Regions from separate parts of the Rattus norvegicus genome. Here region 1 is linked to region 2. Evidence: chromatin contacts called from public Hi-C data. All regions are on one chromosome and are shown on one strand. The core of a region is the stretch at or near the end of the contact, and the rest is flanking DNA. Distances in the headings are between cores, read along the strand shown. Region 1 has its middle 41 kb from the start of Tmem170b. Region 2 has its middle 110 kb from the start of Tmem170b.

Region 1 (3,016 bases), core at 115-2,614, 69 kb before region 2:
ATTTACTAAACTGAAGTGTACTTTCCTCTTTTTTTGTAACAGAAAACGTTCTCATCCCGCCACATGAATTCCAAATTTCCTAAGTAAATACCTTTCCACACAGACCATGAACCCAATCAAATGAAACAGAAACATGAGACAAAGTACATCTTCCACAAATGCACACGAAGCTTATTACTTTGTAATTTCTTGGGCTCAAAGTAATATTTTGAAGTTTTTGAAGCAGGGTAAGTATCTTTACATATTTTATATCTGCTGAGCATTGTGAGAAGACCCTAGATTTCAGACAAGATCAGAGACAGAGAACCAAGAAAAAAGTTACGAGTCCGATTCCAAGCCTTGTGAAGAACAAGTCCTGTTCAGACAGGAGAAAACACCTCAGGCTTACTGATTGTGTGTGCACTTCCAACCCTGGTTAATTCATAAAATGATGACTGTGGTTTTAGGCAAAATGAAGGAACTCAACAAGACCCATGGTGCATCTTTCAAAGAAAAATTGGGTCTACCTCCAGAAACACTTGAGAAGCATCTAAACCTCTTGAGACTGTCTCCTTGCACTGAAATCATCATCATCACCACCACCACCACCACCATCACCACCACCACCACCATCACCATCATCATCACCACCACCATCACCATCATCATCATCACCATCATCATCACCATCACCACCACCACCATCATCACCATCACCACCACCACCACCACCATCATCACCATCACCACCACCACCACCATCATCACCATCACCACCACCACCACCATCATCACCATCACCACCACCACCACCATCACCATCATCACCACCACCACCACCATTAATTTGTCACCAGAGCCATTTCTGGGCTCATAGTCCTGAGGAGAGTTTGTAGAAAGGAATTGTGTTGGCTGGTTTAGTTGCCAGGCCACATTCTGTCACTAGATGGCAAAAGTGTTCCACCTTTTTCCACTTAGGCACCCAAATTAATTTAGTTTGGGCTTATTCCCTTAAGATGCGGCTAATTTTTGTTTGTTTGTTTGTTTGTTTGTTTGAACTCATAAGTGAGTAAATTAAATGAGGGAAAGCATGGTTTCTACATGACACTAACCCAATTTTTACTTTCTGAAGAAGGTTTAAGATACAGTGTTGGGGGTTATTTACAAATAAAAAATATCACACTAATTGTAATAATACTACTTTTTTTTTAACTATGTCATTAGCCTGACCTTGATTTATGTATTTTTCTTAAATCCAGACTTAATGCCTAAGGATATTTTATCAAATTGAATATAGTAGGAAGGTAGTGACGGTTACACAGTATCTGGGAGAAGAATACACCACCAATATTACACAACCTTACAGCACCATGACAATTGCCTGCCAAGTCCTGGTCTGCCACCCAGTGCTTCAACATGGCCATGTTCAGCTTCTGGGACTCTCAGTTTAAACATCAGTAAACCAGGAAGAACTCCCATTAGCCATTTGTCTTCAGGACAGGTAGGCAGTAATTCTAGGGAGTGATAATTAGGCGAAGCAAGGACCAGATTCTGGTTCTGGAGTAAGTGTGGTGCAGTTTTGAGAAATTTCTTTCACATTTAAACTGTCCCCTTGACCAGGGTGCTACTTCTGCCACAGAGCCTGCTGGGGGATTTTTCTTCTTTTTTTAGAAACAGTTATGGAGAGGAGCCTTACAAAGCAGAATGGGTGAAGTTGCTCAGCCAGCAAATTCCTTGCATTCCCTAGACCAAATATGTCCAAGCTGAGGAAGCCACAGCAGTGACTTCAGTGAGGTCCCCTGAAGGACAAGCATGCCGTGCCTGTCCGCCGTACCAGGTCAGCAGCCACCTCAGATCCTGTGGCTAATGGCTTTGTTGATGGTTGTACAGAAATAACTATAGCTGGGACCCCCGAAGGGTAAGTGCTTTTATGTACAGAGCTTCCGACTTGAAAGGCACACAGCGCATTACACAGTGTGCTCTGGGCTCTGTAGGGACTGCAGATAAACACGGGAGTTGCTTCCAGCTGTGGTCAGGACACCTCGAGAAGAGGACCTGAGAGTTCTCATAAGCCTGCCGTTCCTTCCTTGTCCCTTTATGTTGACACTGGTGCCATGGGGTGACTCTAAACAGTGATACAAAAAAGTATTAGGACACCTTACAGAAATGGGTGGGATTTTTCCTGAAGGAGAAACCTGGTTCTCTTTCTGGTCTGACCTCCATGTATGTGAGACTCCATTTTAACTCTAATGTGTCTGTTGGTCTACTTCTCCAGTGTAGATGAACTTCCCTTCTCTTCTCAGAGTTCGAGCTGAAGCTGTTCATGTAACACCATCTGAACAGGTGTGTTCTCTTACTTCCCTAGGCTGGGACGGATCTGTCACTGTGAACCCAACACCAACCTAAACTCAAGCTGTAGCCCCAACTGTATGCTCAACACTAGCACTGTGAAGCTTTAGTCTCTGCTTAGTTCAAGGTTGTGTAACCTGAGCTACTTCGTTTTTCAAGGTCAATGAGAAGGCAGGAGAAATTCAAATCTAAATCATTAAGTTCCCCCACCTCACCCCTGTGTATACGTGTGCCTAGAGAAAATATAAAAGTTGCTATTATGGGCAGAGTAGTAATTACATTGTTTCCCAAAATTTCCTTCAACCCTCTTTAACACACTTTATTTTATTTTCCCCGTCTGATCTTACTTGGAAAGTACTTTTGTTGTTCGTTTAGGGGACATGTTGCTCCTGTTTGGGTTGCAATGCAGGGCTTGGTGCACACTGGGAAAGCATTCTTCCACGGGGAAAAACCTCAATGTGTGTTTTGCTTCTGCTTTTCTGTCCAGAATACATTTACTTACTTGTTAAACAAAGGTCTTTCATGGGACTCGGGCAGCTGATTAAACAAAGTCTGTTCTGAGAGCCGCCCTACAGTGACTACAGCAGTCCTTGTCTGGACTCTGGTAAGCCTTGGAGGCCTGTGGGTTCTTTGGACACGGATTATTTCCTAGGTAGCCTGAGCCCAGCTCCTCTACACACCATAAACC
Region 2 (2,974 bases), core at 349-2,848:
GGGCTTGCCCAAGCGTGCCATAGGCAGTGGATGGGAAGTTTCACCTAAAAGTTCCCTCGCAGGGTACATGCTGTCTTACAACACACACACACACACACACACACACACACACACACACACACACACACCCCTAAAACCAGTCCAGGGTATCTGCACACTTAACGTGGTTCCAACATATATTTGATCAAGAATGGGGAGGTACTAGGGACTTGTCAGAGGGCCTTAGAGTTGCAATCTGGAGAGGGCTGTGAGTGTAACTCCATGCATGTGGGCTATCCCCACAGTCCACATGCCTTACACTGAAGAGTGCTGGGGCCTGAAGAGGTCACATGTATGTGACACAGATGTCAGTAATGACTGTAATGATGCTTCCCTGTGTTGGGCTTACCACCTATCATCCCGGGCCTTTCACATTAAGGGCTTTATTTCCTTGAAGGGGGGAGATACTCAATTATATGTATTGACTCATTACTGTCCCTCCCGTCACCTGGCAGCTTTATATCACCTGGAGGAGAGGCTGAGAACAGATTATTATCTCCCTGCCCCCCAATTAGGCGCTAACTCATACACCCCCTACCCCATGATGTCGCATAGACTTTCAGGTTCCTATTCATTCCCCAGTATAAAGACTTTTCAGTGGGATCACCTGAGGGCCCTTCAGACTGACCTGAATTCTGGTGATGAACCCAGTGGAGCAAGGAACGCCACAGTACCCCCTGGCTGTTTTTCTGCACTGGCAGTTAGAGCTATGTTTCCTTTGGTCGTTAAAGGGTGCCGGTATCCTAGAGGATGCCTTCACAGCCAGTTTCTCTCTAGAGTGTGAGGCAGACAGACCTTGCCTTCACATAGACTGACATATTCCATGAAAATTGGTTTTGCTCTCTGTTCTGCACATGCCCACACATGTGCAGATTATTTTGCACATAGCTGATCTTATCGATCTTGTAGATGAGGGCGTGAATTTCTCTGATGCGGAATTTGTACTGATTCAAGCAGTCAGTTGGAATCTCAGGGCCTGTGAGGATATCAGACATCATCTCTCCCATTTTCCTCACACTCAGGCGTGGAAGGTTAAGAAGTACGACTCAGTTGGCCGTATCTTCAGACAGATATGTGGGTCTATCTGGGCTTTAGTCAAGGATGAGGAATGCAGGGAAGTTCTTGAAGTCAAAACTAACTACATTAGTATGCACTCACTGTGGGCCAGACACATGAGGAGTGGCCTCAGACTTCCTTGGAATCCTATGTTAGAGTTGGAAGGGCCTAGAGGATGTCTGGACAACTCTCTCTACTTCTATTTTGTGAAATTAATTATTTATAAACCCCCCCCCCATCTTTCTTTTAGCTCAAAAATGAACCTTGCACAAAATGTATTTCTTTTGAAGACAATTAAAGAAAGCTGTGTGTTTAGGAGAACAAATGCTCTCCCAATTGCAAGAACAGAGGCGGCAACTTTTTCACTAAGGAGCGGGCAATGCAAATCCTCTGTATTATGCTAATTTTGGCAAATGACCTACATTGGGGTTTGTTCAGGCCAGACCAACGTGTCGGTGTCAGTTTGGCCAGCAGATGGCAGCAGACGTTTTTATTAGGACAACCCTGTGCTTGACGAAAAGCCTCGTCAGCAGCCTCTTCTAGCAAAAAGGAGCCTTTTAAGTGAGTGGCTCAGAGGGCATTCACCAAAAAACGCTGCAAGCAGGAGCCTTTCTTACCAGGGAGCTCTTGGCAGTCGACCGTGGAAGCGCAGGGTGAGTTATTGCCACAAAATTTGTTAAAAGGAAAGTGCAGATGAGATTAAGGACTGGAAAGAAAACTCCATTGAGTTTCGCATCCTAATTACAATCCAATTTCTCGGCCCACAAACTCCTATCAGCTTTTTTGGGCCCGCAGCGTGGACCTTGGTGCTGAGGAGCCCGACCCAGCTTGTGCCATGTGGCTATGCTTTTGCTATTTGGAAAAGAGCCGACTCTAGGCTATCTAACTGATGGAGCGCTGTTCTGGAGTAGCGCATGCCCTCTTTGAGATGCCTGAGGCGACCGCCATTACTTTTCATTGCCCCTGTTCAGGGTCACCAGAAGAGAATGCTGTGATGCTAACTGTTCTAACACATCCTGACCGATCTACGTCAAGTTCCCATCCTTATTAAACTTTAAAAATGTAGTAAAAAGGTTCATTTGTTCTTTCAATGACTGTTTGCTTTGTGTCCACCATGCCCAGTGCTGTGCTTACAGAAGATTCTAGTCTAGGGAAAAAACCAGCTCCTCATCAAGTCACCTCAGAAACCTAGAGAAGCAAACCCGGGTAGGTTGCTTTGGAGGAAGGAACACGGCCCTGGGGTGTTGTGGAGACTAATCTGGGTTTACAGACTTGATTGAGGGGGGCAGTGTTCCTGGGGCGGGGAATTCGAAGGCTGAGGAGGAATGAGCTGGGTAAAGGGTTAGGGAGAATACTCAGACCAGAGACTAGAAAGTTCTAAGACCTGGAGATGGAAGGAGAGATAGGAGGTGAGAGACACTGGGATGGCCACAGGAAGAGATAGAGTATTGGGGGAGAGAGTGGCCTCTGTTGTGTAAGTGAAGACTCATCATGATTCTCGCACTCTTAAGGCAAATGTACAACACACACACACACTCACACACACACACACACACGCAGACTCGCACACACACACGCAGACACACACGCATGAGAGAGAGAGAAAGAGAGAGAGAGAGAGAGAGAGAGAGAGAGAGAGAGAGAGAGAACACTCTGCTGGCTGCTTTTGTGTAGTCTGTGATATTGTTAGCTTGGAGTTAAATTGGTGCAAAAACATTTTCCAAAAATGTTTGAGTATTTAACTGTCTCCAAGGCAACGAGTTAATACAAATGGACATGAGTACCTTTAGGGACAGCCACTATGAAAAGTCATCACACATATCTGAAAAAGTAAAGCCTTGTATGCATTCTTTTCTCCTTCACTAAGGGGATTTGGGTC

What was found. A called contact is a pair of places that touch in the nucleus more often than the background predicts.
Region 1: a Hi-C map of the A7r5 cell line shows a contact between it and region 2, with 6 times the contacts expected there. The contact joins two enhancer-like sites. A contact is called at or near these places in 4 of 12 Hi-C or Micro-C datasets (the A7r5 cell line, the Rat2 cell line, Schwann cells and 1 more).

Annotation. Positions count from the first base shown.
Region 1 is chr17:23,332,994-23,336,009 of GRCr8, reverse strand. No RefSeq gene overlaps it. Among named protein-coding and RNA genes, the nearest start is that of Tmem170b, 41 kb to the left of the region's middle. Within about 2 kb of position 1,364, at least 30 of the 93 cell types and tissues checked have an H3K27ac peak or open chromatin away from gene starts, as enhancers often do. A contact at or near this core is called in the A7r5 cell line, where this site is marked.
Region 2 is chr17:23,264,230-23,267,203 of GRCr8, reverse strand. No RefSeq gene overlaps it. Among named protein-coding and RNA genes, the nearest start is that of Tmem170b, 110 kb to the left of the region's middle. Within about 2 kb of position 1,598, at least 22 of the 93 cell types and tissues checked have an H3K27ac peak or open chromatin away from gene starts, as enhancers often do. A contact at or near this core is called in the A7r5 cell line, where this site is marked.